Linked DNA regions of Sus scrofa: region 1 is linked to region 2. Evidence: chromatin contacts called from public HiChIP or PLAC-seq data. All regions are on one chromosome and are shown on one strand. Each heading gives the region's core, a stretch centred on a gene start, on an enhancer-like site or on the middle of the called end of the contact. The rest is flanking DNA. Distances are from core to core; before and after follow the strand shown. Region 1 has its middle 31 kb from the start of ANXA11. Region 2 overlaps ZCCHC24 (zinc finger CCHC domain-containing protein 24).

The links. HiChIP or PLAC-seq counts read pairs in DNA pulled down with a chosen protein or histone mark.
Region 1: an H3K27ac HiChIP or PLAC-seq map of skeletal muscle shows a contact between it and region 2. The contact joins two enhancer-like sites. A contact is called at or near these places in 1 of 5 promoter capture datasets (liver), 20 of 47 Hi-C or Micro-C datasets (alveolar macrophages, blood, embryonic fibroblasts and 9 more) and 2 of 2 datasets of contacts at active chromatin or transcription factors (alveolar macrophages and skeletal muscle).

Annotation. Positions count from the first base shown.
Region 1 is chr14:81,801,590-81,806,691 of Sscrofa11.1, reverse strand. No RefSeq gene overlaps it. Among named protein-coding and RNA genes, the nearest start is that of ANXA11, 31 kb to the left of the region's middle. Within about 2 kb of position 2,886, at least 4 of the 83 cell types and tissues checked have an H3K27ac peak or open chromatin away from gene starts, as enhancers often do. A contact at or near this core is called in skeletal muscle, where this site is marked.
Region 2 is chr14:81,722,075-81,727,130 of Sscrofa11.1, reverse strand. The region is part of intron 2 of ZCCHC24 (zinc finger CCHC domain-containing protein 24); the gene reads left to right. Among named protein-coding and RNA genes, the nearest start is that of ZCCHC24, 39 kb to the left of the region's middle. Within about 2 kb of position 2,485, at least 38 of the 83 cell types and tissues checked have an H3K27ac peak or open chromatin away from gene starts, as enhancers often do. A contact at or near this core is called in skeletal muscle, where this site is marked.

The DNA.
Region 1 (5,102 bases), core at 1,637-4,136, 79 kb before region 2:
GGGGGCAAGAATCACTTCCCGCTGGTCCCCCGTTGAAAAAGTCATGGCCCATTAAGCAGCACCACCGCACTTCCGGTGAGAATGCATTAAGCCTCCACTGGAAGCAGCAGTGGACCTGCTCCTACCCCGCCCCGCCCCCCAGGGAATGTAGCACAAGAAGAGGCAGGGAGATGGGGCAGGAACAAGGCAAATGCAGTTGGTATGAACTTCTGACAACACTATTGTGTCTTGGTATTTCTTTAGGTTACAAAGCAATTTCAGAGAGTTTCACTCCATCTGGAAGTTTGGAAAAAGCAATTTTCATTCCCATTTTGCAGATGAAGAAACTGAGGGGAAAAAAAAAACGGAGTTCCCGTTGTGGCACAGTGGTTAACGAATCCGACCAGGAGCCATGAGGTTGCGGGTTCGGTCCCTGTCCTTGCTCAGTGGGTTAATGATCCGGCGTTGCCCTGAGCTGTGGTGTAGGTTGCAGACGCGGCTCGGATCCCGCGTTGCTGTGGCTCTGGCGTAGGCCGGTGGCTACAGCTCCGATTCGACCCCTAGCCTGGAACCTCCATATGCCGTGGGAGCGGCCCAAAGAAATAGCAAAAAGAAAAAAAAAAAAAAAAAGAAACTGAGGTTTACAGGAGTAAAATTAACTTACCTAGTGATACATGTACCTGGGAGCCAGTCAGGCCAGGAGCAAAACCCAGTTTCTGGTATTTAAGCCAGATCTTCCCCTTGTCCCAGAGAGCTCTACCTGGTCAAAGAAAAACTCCCCTTTCTGAGCAGACATTTTATGAAGTCTGGGAAAATTCTGATAGCCTCTCTTTTCCTTGCCCTGGAACAGAGATAAAGTGGTTGTCAGGGGAGACGTCACCAGTGTCCCACCTCCACAAGTGACAGTGATGGTTTCAGCGAGCTTGTCTAGATGTGTCAGGCCATACTTGACCACAAAGTGTGGGTGTGTATGGCAGGTGTGTTGTGTAGTGGGTGGATATATGAGGTATGCCTGTGTGGAGGGGTGTGTGTGTGTGTGTGTGTGTGTGTGTGTGTGTGCGCGTGCGCGCGCACACGCATGTGATCAGTAGTGTGGAGGTTGGGCCGTTCTGGCGTAGAGGGAGCTGCCACAGGGTGCTCAGGCCTTCGTAGCACACGTGTCAGGCCTCACAACCCCTAGTCACCCACCCCACCCCGATGTCACTGCTTAGCCGGTTGGCCTGCCCACCTGAGGCCTGTTGCACTGTGTCAGCTGAGGCTTCTCCTGCCCTAAACAGGTCCACATGCTTGGCACAGACCGAGCTTTCACACTGGCTCTGTCCCCAACGGCAGGTCCCCTCTGGGCCAGGCCAGCTGCCCTGCTCCCTTGCGACCTCCACTCACAGGAGAGCCCCTCCCTGCCCAGGATGGGAGAAGCCATTCCCAAGCCGGACAGAATAGCCACGTCACCTCTGCCCTCCTCACTCCTGAAAATAGTCAAAACCAGGGTCTGCCGCCCGAGCTCTGCAAACATAAATCCTTCAGTGAGGGAGGATGGTGGCCTCAGCTGTCATCCTCTCAGCGAGGCCAGTCCTACCTCCTTCTTTTAGACCACAATACACCCCTCACCCTCACCCAGCCCAAACCCGGACCCCTCATGGTGCTCTCGTTTCTCTTTCTTTTTAAAAATAGCACTTTTCACCTTCTAACATTGTAATTGACTTGCTAGGTTTCTTCTTTGTCTCCCCACTAGATTGGAGGCTCCATGAGGGCAGGGAGGCGGTGTTGTCTTGCATGTGTTTAGAGGAGAGGACGAAGGCCATTTAGAAGGGGCTCCAAAATACATGTGGAAGGAAGAGAGGGAAGGAGGGAGGGACTTAATACCAACATCCCACCTGGGCCAGGCCCACAGTGATGGGTGAGGGGGAGTATCCCCTCCCCGTACAGCTGGGGACAGCGAGAGGCCTGTCAGCTTTCCAGTCACCAGCCTGATGGGAAGGCACAGCTGTGGCTGGGAGGGAGCCTGGAAGAAGAATGTGTTCAGTTTCTGGGGACGGAACTGCTGGCCAGGGATGCACTTAATTTAGCCCAAGTCTGGCATGGAGTGGGGAGTGGCGATTAATGCAGATCAGGTGCTGTTCTTTCCTCAGGGCTGGGGCTGGGGGCTGGGGGCTGGGTTTGAGGCAAGTGTGTTACTGGCCCCCAGGGTCTGAAACCAGGCCCAGAGCCAGGGGAGGTAATCACTCTCCTGGGACAGTCCTTCCTCCAGGGGGACAGCATGGCCGGATCTCACCTGCAGGGGTCACAGTGAACCAAAACAGCCCATGCAAGGCTTTATGGCCTGCACATCCCTTTTGCAGGCATGAGCTCATTTGGGACCCACCACCACCTGCCAGGGAACTAAAGTTTCCATTTTACAGGTGGGAGAGGGACGCTGCCAGTGTAGGAGGGGCTGGCAGGAGGGCGGCTGGAATCTGGGGCTTCTGTCATCCCCTGTGGTGTAATAGAAGGAGACAGACCTGCTCACATGGTCCAGGCCCCCAGGAGGGGTGGGGCAGCCCCTTCAAGCTGTGCCAGGCCCCGTGCCAATGTCAGGAAGGCAGAACTCGTCTAGGCTGGGAATCAGAACATCCAGGTTTGAGTTCTGGTGGGGCTCCCGATTGGTCAGGCCAGCACTACTCCCCAGGGCTCAGTTTCCCAACCTGGACAAGACCTGTCCAGTTGATGGTGCTCAGGTGGGCTCTAGTGAGACTCAGACACAACTAGGCTTTGTACGCCATGGCTCCACTTACCGGCCAGGCACTTCCAGAGGCTTCCATGGAAGCTCATTCTCGTCCTTCCTTTCCTTCCACCTTTCCCTTCTCTTCCCATCCCCTGTCCCTCTGCCCTGGGCCAGGGGATCTGAGTAAAGCTCGAGCAGCTCAGCTGCTCTCCAGGGCGCACTGCCCAGCAGCCGCTCCAGCATGCCACCGTGGCCACTGTGGCAGCTGCCTGGACAGGAAAGGACTGACTCTTCATGGGGGGACTCTGGTTGGGGCTTTACTCACCTCAAGGTTTGAGTGATGATGGCAGGAGCTCAGGCTCTCAATGACTTTCACTTCCAAACAGGGCCAGTGGTGGAAACAACCCAAACGTCCAGCAAGGGAGGAATGCATTAAACAAGATGTGGTATATCCATCCAATAGGATGTTGTGCAGTCCTAGAAATGAAGAGGGGACTCTTGAGTCATGCAACACCACTGATGAGCCTTGGAAACCTTATGCCGAGCGAAAGAAGCCAGTCACAAAATTCACATGTTGTTTGAATCTGCGTATCTGAAACATCTAGAACAGGAAAATCCAAGAGACAGAAAACAGATCTGGTGGTGGTGGAGCGGAGACTGGGGAGCAAGGGTTTGATGAATAAGGGGTCTCCTTCAGGATGATGAAAATATTTGGGAACTTGATAAAGGTGGTGGTTGCACAATATTGTGAATGTACCGAATGCCATTAAATTACCGCCCTAAAGTGGTGAGTTTTATGTTAGATGAATTTTACTTCGATTAAAAAAAATTGGGAGTTCCCATTGTGGTGCGGCAGAAACGAATCTGACTAGGCACCATGAGGTTGCAGGTTCAGTCCCTGGCCTCGCTCAGTGGGTTAAGGACCCGCCATTGCCATGAGAAGTGGTATAAGTCGTAGACATGGCTTGGATCTGGTGTTGCCGTGGCTGTGGTGTAGGCTGGCAGCTGTAGTTCCAATTTAACCCCTAGTCTGGAAACCTCCATATGCTATGGGTACGGCCTTAAAAAAATATTGAGATGATGAATGCATTAGACCCAAGATGAACCTTCCTTCTGTCCCCAGCCTCTGCTGCCTCCAGATCCCAGCCATGGGCCCACCGGCACCTCCTCATCTACTGTCACCAGAGGTTCCACCCTTCACTTTCAGGCCAGCCCTGACTGCAGGCAGAAGCGTCCTGGAGATCCAGTAAGCTTGATGCATCTGTCCCCAGTTAGCTGGCACCTACTGCATGCCACCTCCCACTGAGCATTCACAAACTGGGAGGTGGGAACTTTCTCCCCACTAGAGAGAGAAGCTGTGAGATGCCCACTGCCCTTACACTGCAGCCCTGCTGCTGGCAGCTAGTTCTCAGCCCAGCCCCTTGCACTGCCATGGCAGGCCTACCACCCCAAACCTCCTCAGACACCTCAGTACAAGTTTCCCCTCTGCCCTACTCCCAGCTTTCTGCCATGCACAGGGCCCTGTGGGAACAGGCCTGCCTCTTGGGGGTCTTAGGACTACAGCCTCCAGCCTGCACCCCTCAGCCTTTAACCTGGATCATGGCTGAGACTGTCCCAACCTTTGAGCATGGCCTGGTTCTCCTGGGGTAAGGGTCTAAGATCAAGACTGGACTCTTCCTTCTAAGCTTTGACCTTGGTAAAATAAGAAAGCCAATAATGGAGTTAGCACTGTGGCCCAGCGGTAAAAACCCGACTAGTATCCCTGGCCTCATTCAGTGGGTTAAGGATCTGGCATTGCTGTGAGCTGCAGCATAGGTCACAGATGCAGCTCTGGTCTGGTGTTACTGTGGCTATGCCTGTGGCTGGCAGCTGCAGCTCTGATTAGACCCCTAGCCTAAGAATGTTCACATGCCGCAGGTGGGGCCACTAAAAAAGAAAAAAAAATTACCCTTAAAACATCTTGGGAGACTGCTGGGGGACCTTGTACATAGCCCTTCAACACACCCAGGGGGACGGGCTTCCCTTCCACCAGAGTGGAAGCCAGCTTATGTTTCAAGGTCACATAGGAACAGCACCCATATGCTCACCCAGAATCACTCCTAGTATGAAAAGGAATCTGTACTGTGGGTACCCAGCTGGGTGCAGCAGATTCAGCCCTCAAATCACCCACTTCCTAAATCACCAGCCAGGGAGTTCCCATCATGGCTCAGTGGCAACGAACCCGACTAGGACCTGTGAGGACGCAAGTTTGACCCCTGACCTCACTCAGTGGGTTAAGGATCTGGCATTGCCATGAGCTGTGGTGTAGGTGGCAGATGCTGCTGGGATCCTGCATTGCTGTGGCTGTGGCGTAGGCCAGCAGCTGTAGCTCTGATTTGACCCCTAGCCTGGGAACTTCCATATGCGACAGGTGTGGCCCTAA
Region 2 (5,056 bases), core at 1,236-3,735:
CCCAGGCACCCTGCCGCCACCTCCACCACCAGTCCCACTTTTAAAGAGATGGCCCTTGTCCTCACCTTAGGCTGTTGTCCTGCTAAGCCTAGCAGCCTCACTGCCCTGCATCCAGACCAACTGCTAGGGTGAGGAGCCCTGGGCTCCACTCTTGGCTCTGACTCTAATTTCCTGTATGGCTTGGGCTAGTTACTTGCTTTCTCCGTGCCTCCATTTCCTGAGCTGTAGAATGGGCATGTGAGGAGGGGGCAGTGTGGAAAAGACAATATCTGATAGACTCACCTACTCTAACAGGCTGTTATCAGTATCATCTAAAGTGGTGGTTCCTGGAGTCCCCAAGTGGCTCAGCGGGTTAAGGATCTGGTGTTGTCACTGCTGTGGCACGAGTTTGCCCGCTGGCCTGGGAACTTCCACATGCCTTGGGCGTGGCCAAAATAAATAAATAAATAGATAGATAAATAAATAAAGTAGCGGTTCCTAACGTGGGTTCCTGAAGCAGCAGCATCAGCATCGTCTGGGAACTGAGATGCAGATTCTCAGGCCTACCCCCTGGGGCCTGTATTGATTCCAAAACTCTAGGGGTGACACAAGCAGTCTGTTGAGAATAAGCCCCCCAGATGTTTCTGATGCAAGCTCAAGTGTATCAACCTGTGCTCCAGAATTAAGACCTTGGGCATTTGGAGTCAGAAAGATGGAATGTGGACTTTGCAGCTCTTCGGCTTTGGAAATGAGCCTTGGCTTTTCCCGATAAGGAAAATGGAAGGATATTCCTGCCCTGTTCCTGGTGGGGTTACTGTGCTGATTAAATGAGCCAGCGCACAGCCTGGTCAGCCCAGCTCCCACCCCAGAGCGCTTCAAGGACTGACGCTCAGTGCGGGCAGGTCTCAGGCCTGCCTGGCTCACACCACCGTCAGCACTTTGAACCCCATCAGCTCAGAACCCTGGTAGAGGGGCTATGTGCACTGCCACAGGGTGTGTGTGCATTGCTTCCCCTCACAGGAGTGTAGTGGGCCCTGATGCCGCCTGGGACTGGGCACAGATAGCATGAGATGAGCCGCAGAGGAAGCAGAGATCAGAGTGGTCTCTGCAGGCAGAAGCAGTCAAGGAAAGCTTCCAGGAGGAAGTATGGCTTCCATGGGATTTTGCTGAGATACGAGATATGCCATTCAGTGGGCTGGTGTGCAGAGGCGGTGTGAGAACGAGTACCAGCAGCCACCCCACCTCCTGTAATGAGAACATACTCCCACTCCTCCCATCCCAGGGCACGAGCAGGCTTATCATCATGTGGGGTTGCCCACAGGTAAGTGCAAGGACTCCAGAGAAGGCGAGAGCTGGAGACTGTATGGGAGGCAGGTGGTGCTGTGGGAGTCTGCCAGGCCTGGGTTTGGATCCCAGCTCTGCCGCTTCCTGACTGTGTGACCTCAGGCAAATCTCCCAACCTCTCTGTGCCTCAGACTCCTCATCTGTAGGGGTTGTAGTGAGGATGGAATGGCTGGCGGAGGTGATGCCACACACAGCAGGAACTGTGGGGCTGTTACAGCTGGGCACCAGTGGCCCAGGAAGAGGAATGGACCATCTGAGGCTCTATAGCCTGGCTCCATCATCCTGTCTCCTGCAGAGCCCATCTTGGAGACACCAATGAAGGGACAGTTTTGCAAACTTTTCCTGCCCCTGAGTGAAAAAGCAAGATCAGCTACAGCCTGGGCTGTCGGGTGGTAAATGACTTGCTTCTGCCCCGTGACCCCCTAGAAAAGTCACATAAGGGCAGCTCTTCCTCTGCCACCCTGAAGGGGAAGATGAGTAGGCTTATGCCATGGTCTGCTGCCCTGCAGTGACCATGAGAGCTACACGTATGCATGCACGCACACAAGCACACATGCATTTACTTGCACAGGCACCCTCCTTCCCAGGGCCCATTTTCTGATTTTCAACACCAGCCAATACCGTGGAACCATGGTAAAAGCTGGCAGATGCCTGGGCTGGCCTCCAGGACCCCCTTAACCCCTGCTTTGCCTGATTGCAGTTGCCACAGAGGACCTCGAACCCCCTTCACCGCCTTCAGGCCCTCACTCGGCAATGAGGGAATTGGATGATAGCCAGAAAGACTGGGGTCGAAGGCCTGCCACTTACTTGCTTTGTGACCTTGGACAGGTGACTTATCCTCTCTGGGCCTCTGTTTCCTCATCTGGAAGCGGAGTCACCATGAAACTACAAGTCAGGTGCATGGCCAGCGCTGGCACTCAGTGGACACTCCCCATGGGCAGTTCCTGAGTGTGGTTGTTGCCGACTCCTGAGCGTCTCAATCTCCACCACTCACCTGATGAAAGTTCTCAGAGGTGGACAGCTTGCTTCTCTCACTACCCCTCAGTGGCCAGATGAGCAGATGGAGGGCCAGAGAAAGGAGCGATTGATGTGAGCACAGAGCAGAGGCTGCAAGTCAGGCCTGCAGCCTCTCACCAGGCAGCCGTGGGAGCCCCAGCCTTGGCTCCTGCCAGAGTGGCCCCAAACTGCTGACTTCAGCATTTCATCAGCCAGAGCAGATCAGATTTCTCTTCTGGCCCTTGGCCACCCTCTGCACCCTTCCCCCATCGCTATTTTGAGCTGAGTTCCCCTGTCCTCTCCTCCCAGGGCTGTGACCCTCACACTCACAGCATCGCTTTAGGCTGAGGCCACCACCTCTACCCACCGCCTTCCTGGCCCCAGCCCTGCCCCCAGGACTGGTGCAGAGCCTCCCTCTAGCCAGGTGGAGCTAGGTTGCTTACAGCCACATCTAGCCAGGTCACGTCTGGCCAGGCCTCACCAGGAATGGTCTCAGATGCAGAGCCAGGGACCAGACATTCTGGGGAAATCAGGACCTGAGGTGACCCTCCAGAGTGCTCTGCGCAGCCCGGAAGGGGCGTCCTGGGAGCAGACCAGCTCCAGCCTTGCCACCTCCTGCCTGCCTGACCTTGGCCTCAGCCCACACATCTCACCCATCACTGGTACTGCTTCCACCGCCATCCCCTCCAGCTTCTGATGTGTCCTGAACCCCACTCAGGGTGTTCTGAGGGAAGTGGGAGACGTGGAGGACCCCGCATGGCCACAGCACACTCAGAGACTCCTGGGAAACAAGACGGAAGAAACGGCAGTATTCAGAAGTCCTTTAAGTTCAGGATGAAACCTCTGGCATGCTGGATCATCCCTGGCATGCCAGAGGCTGGGTCAGGGCGGGACATGACCCGCAGCCAAGCGAGTGGTGCAGACCACAAAGTCCCCTGGGAGTTTGGAGAGCCGGGGCCTTCTCCGGGGGAGGCAATGGGATGGCTGTCAGCTAGTGCTCAAGCCTCAGAGTGTGGTGAGCACCCCGAGGAGTTAACCCTGTCTGGGATGCGGGCGGCCAGAGGGGTTAACCTTGGAGCTTGGCCTTGGCTACCAGGGGCATTCACTGGGTGGAGAAATGTTTGGGGTGCAGGGAACAGCAAGCGCAAAGGCAAGGGGGCGGGACGGGCAGAGGGGGACCTGTCATTCGCAGGAAATGATTTTGTGGTCATTGTTGGAGTAGAAGTTTGGTAGGAGGGAGTAGCAGTTAGGAAGATAAGCTCAGCTGGGCCAGATGTGGAAGGGCCTGAAAGCCTTCAGTGTTTTGCCTCCGTCCTGCAGGTCCCGGGAGCCTTCAAGCCTGAAGTGGCCATTAAAGTACTTGAGGGCAACTCTGCCTGGCTGGACCAGGGTTGTGTCTGCGGCGGCGGGGAGGGGCACAGTCAGAAGAAAGGGCTTGTCAGGCAAACGGGCCACCCAAACAGGGATGCACAGGGACCTGGGCACCAGCTCTGGAGAACAAATGGTTTTCAGAGAGGTCAGTGTCCAGCTTTCAGCCAACGGCCGGGTGGTTGCAGAGCTTCCATCCACCTCGTCCACCCTCTACGGCGGCAGCGGGAATGGCCACTGCTGCCTCTGCAGTCATAGAAGAGGAGGAAAACCTAGGGCTTTTGCAATCGCTCTGATTCGGATGTTTTCCACCCCCTTTGGACTGGCCCCCCTTCCCCTCCCACCCCTGAGCTCTGATCCGTGCGGTTTGCTAATGGAGGAAAGCCAGAAGCAGGAAACAGATAACTTAGGGAGTGGCTGCTCATGTGATTAAAAAGTCTTTGCTTTCCAAAAAGTTTTGCCTGAGAGCACTTCCAATTGCCTGGCTTGGGGGTGGGATTCGGAGAGAGGAGTTCCTGTGGCCAGGAGGGGGCTCTGCCTGGGGGCACAGAGGTGGGGAGGTGTATGGGGTGCCAGGGGCCTCTGGGTCCTGGAGGGGCTTCTTGGCTGTGTCGGACCTCCCTCCTGTGTCTGTTTTCTCCTTCCCTTTTGGTTCGTTTCCCCCTCTTCTCTCCCCTTTCGCCTGTCACTCATCACCCCTCCCCCCACCCCCACCCCTGTCTTCTCACTCTCTTGGCTCTCAGCCCACCCCCTCCTCCCTGCCCCTGACTCCTGACTGAGCTCTGCCTCTGGCCCCTGCCTCTCAGCCTCCCCTTGTCTTCTCCCCTCCATCTCAGCCCTTTCCCTGTCTCCACACCGCCACTCCGTGCCCCCTCCCCAGGGTTTTCCTGAGACCTTTTCCTGGCACTGTGAAAGCGTCATTGTTCTTCTGCACTTTGACAAACCCTAGTGTTGTGGAATCAGGATGACATTTTTGCGGTGGCTTTGGGCTGGGAACGGGGTGGGAGGGGTGGTGAGGAGGCTGGGCCTTCTGGGCTCCTGCTGGGCTGAGGCAGGAACCCAGAAAAGGGGAGGGGGCTGGAGGAGGCAGCCAGGACGCCTGTGCTCAGACAAGGGGGCCCTTGAGGCTCTGGAGGAAACCCAGGGGGGGTCTAGCAGCGTCCTTCCTCCCTCCCAGCAGCCTGCTGGCCGCAGGGCCCAACCCACCTGTCCCTCTGATCGCCTGCTTCCTCTGGGGCCTCCACGGAGCCCTCAGCCCACAGCTGCCTGGACCAGGCTGCAGAGGCTGAGGCAGCTCTCCTGCCTGCCTCCCTGGGCCACGTGTGTGCCCACGTGAGAGTGGGAGAGTGGGGGTCTTTGGAGGGCCCCT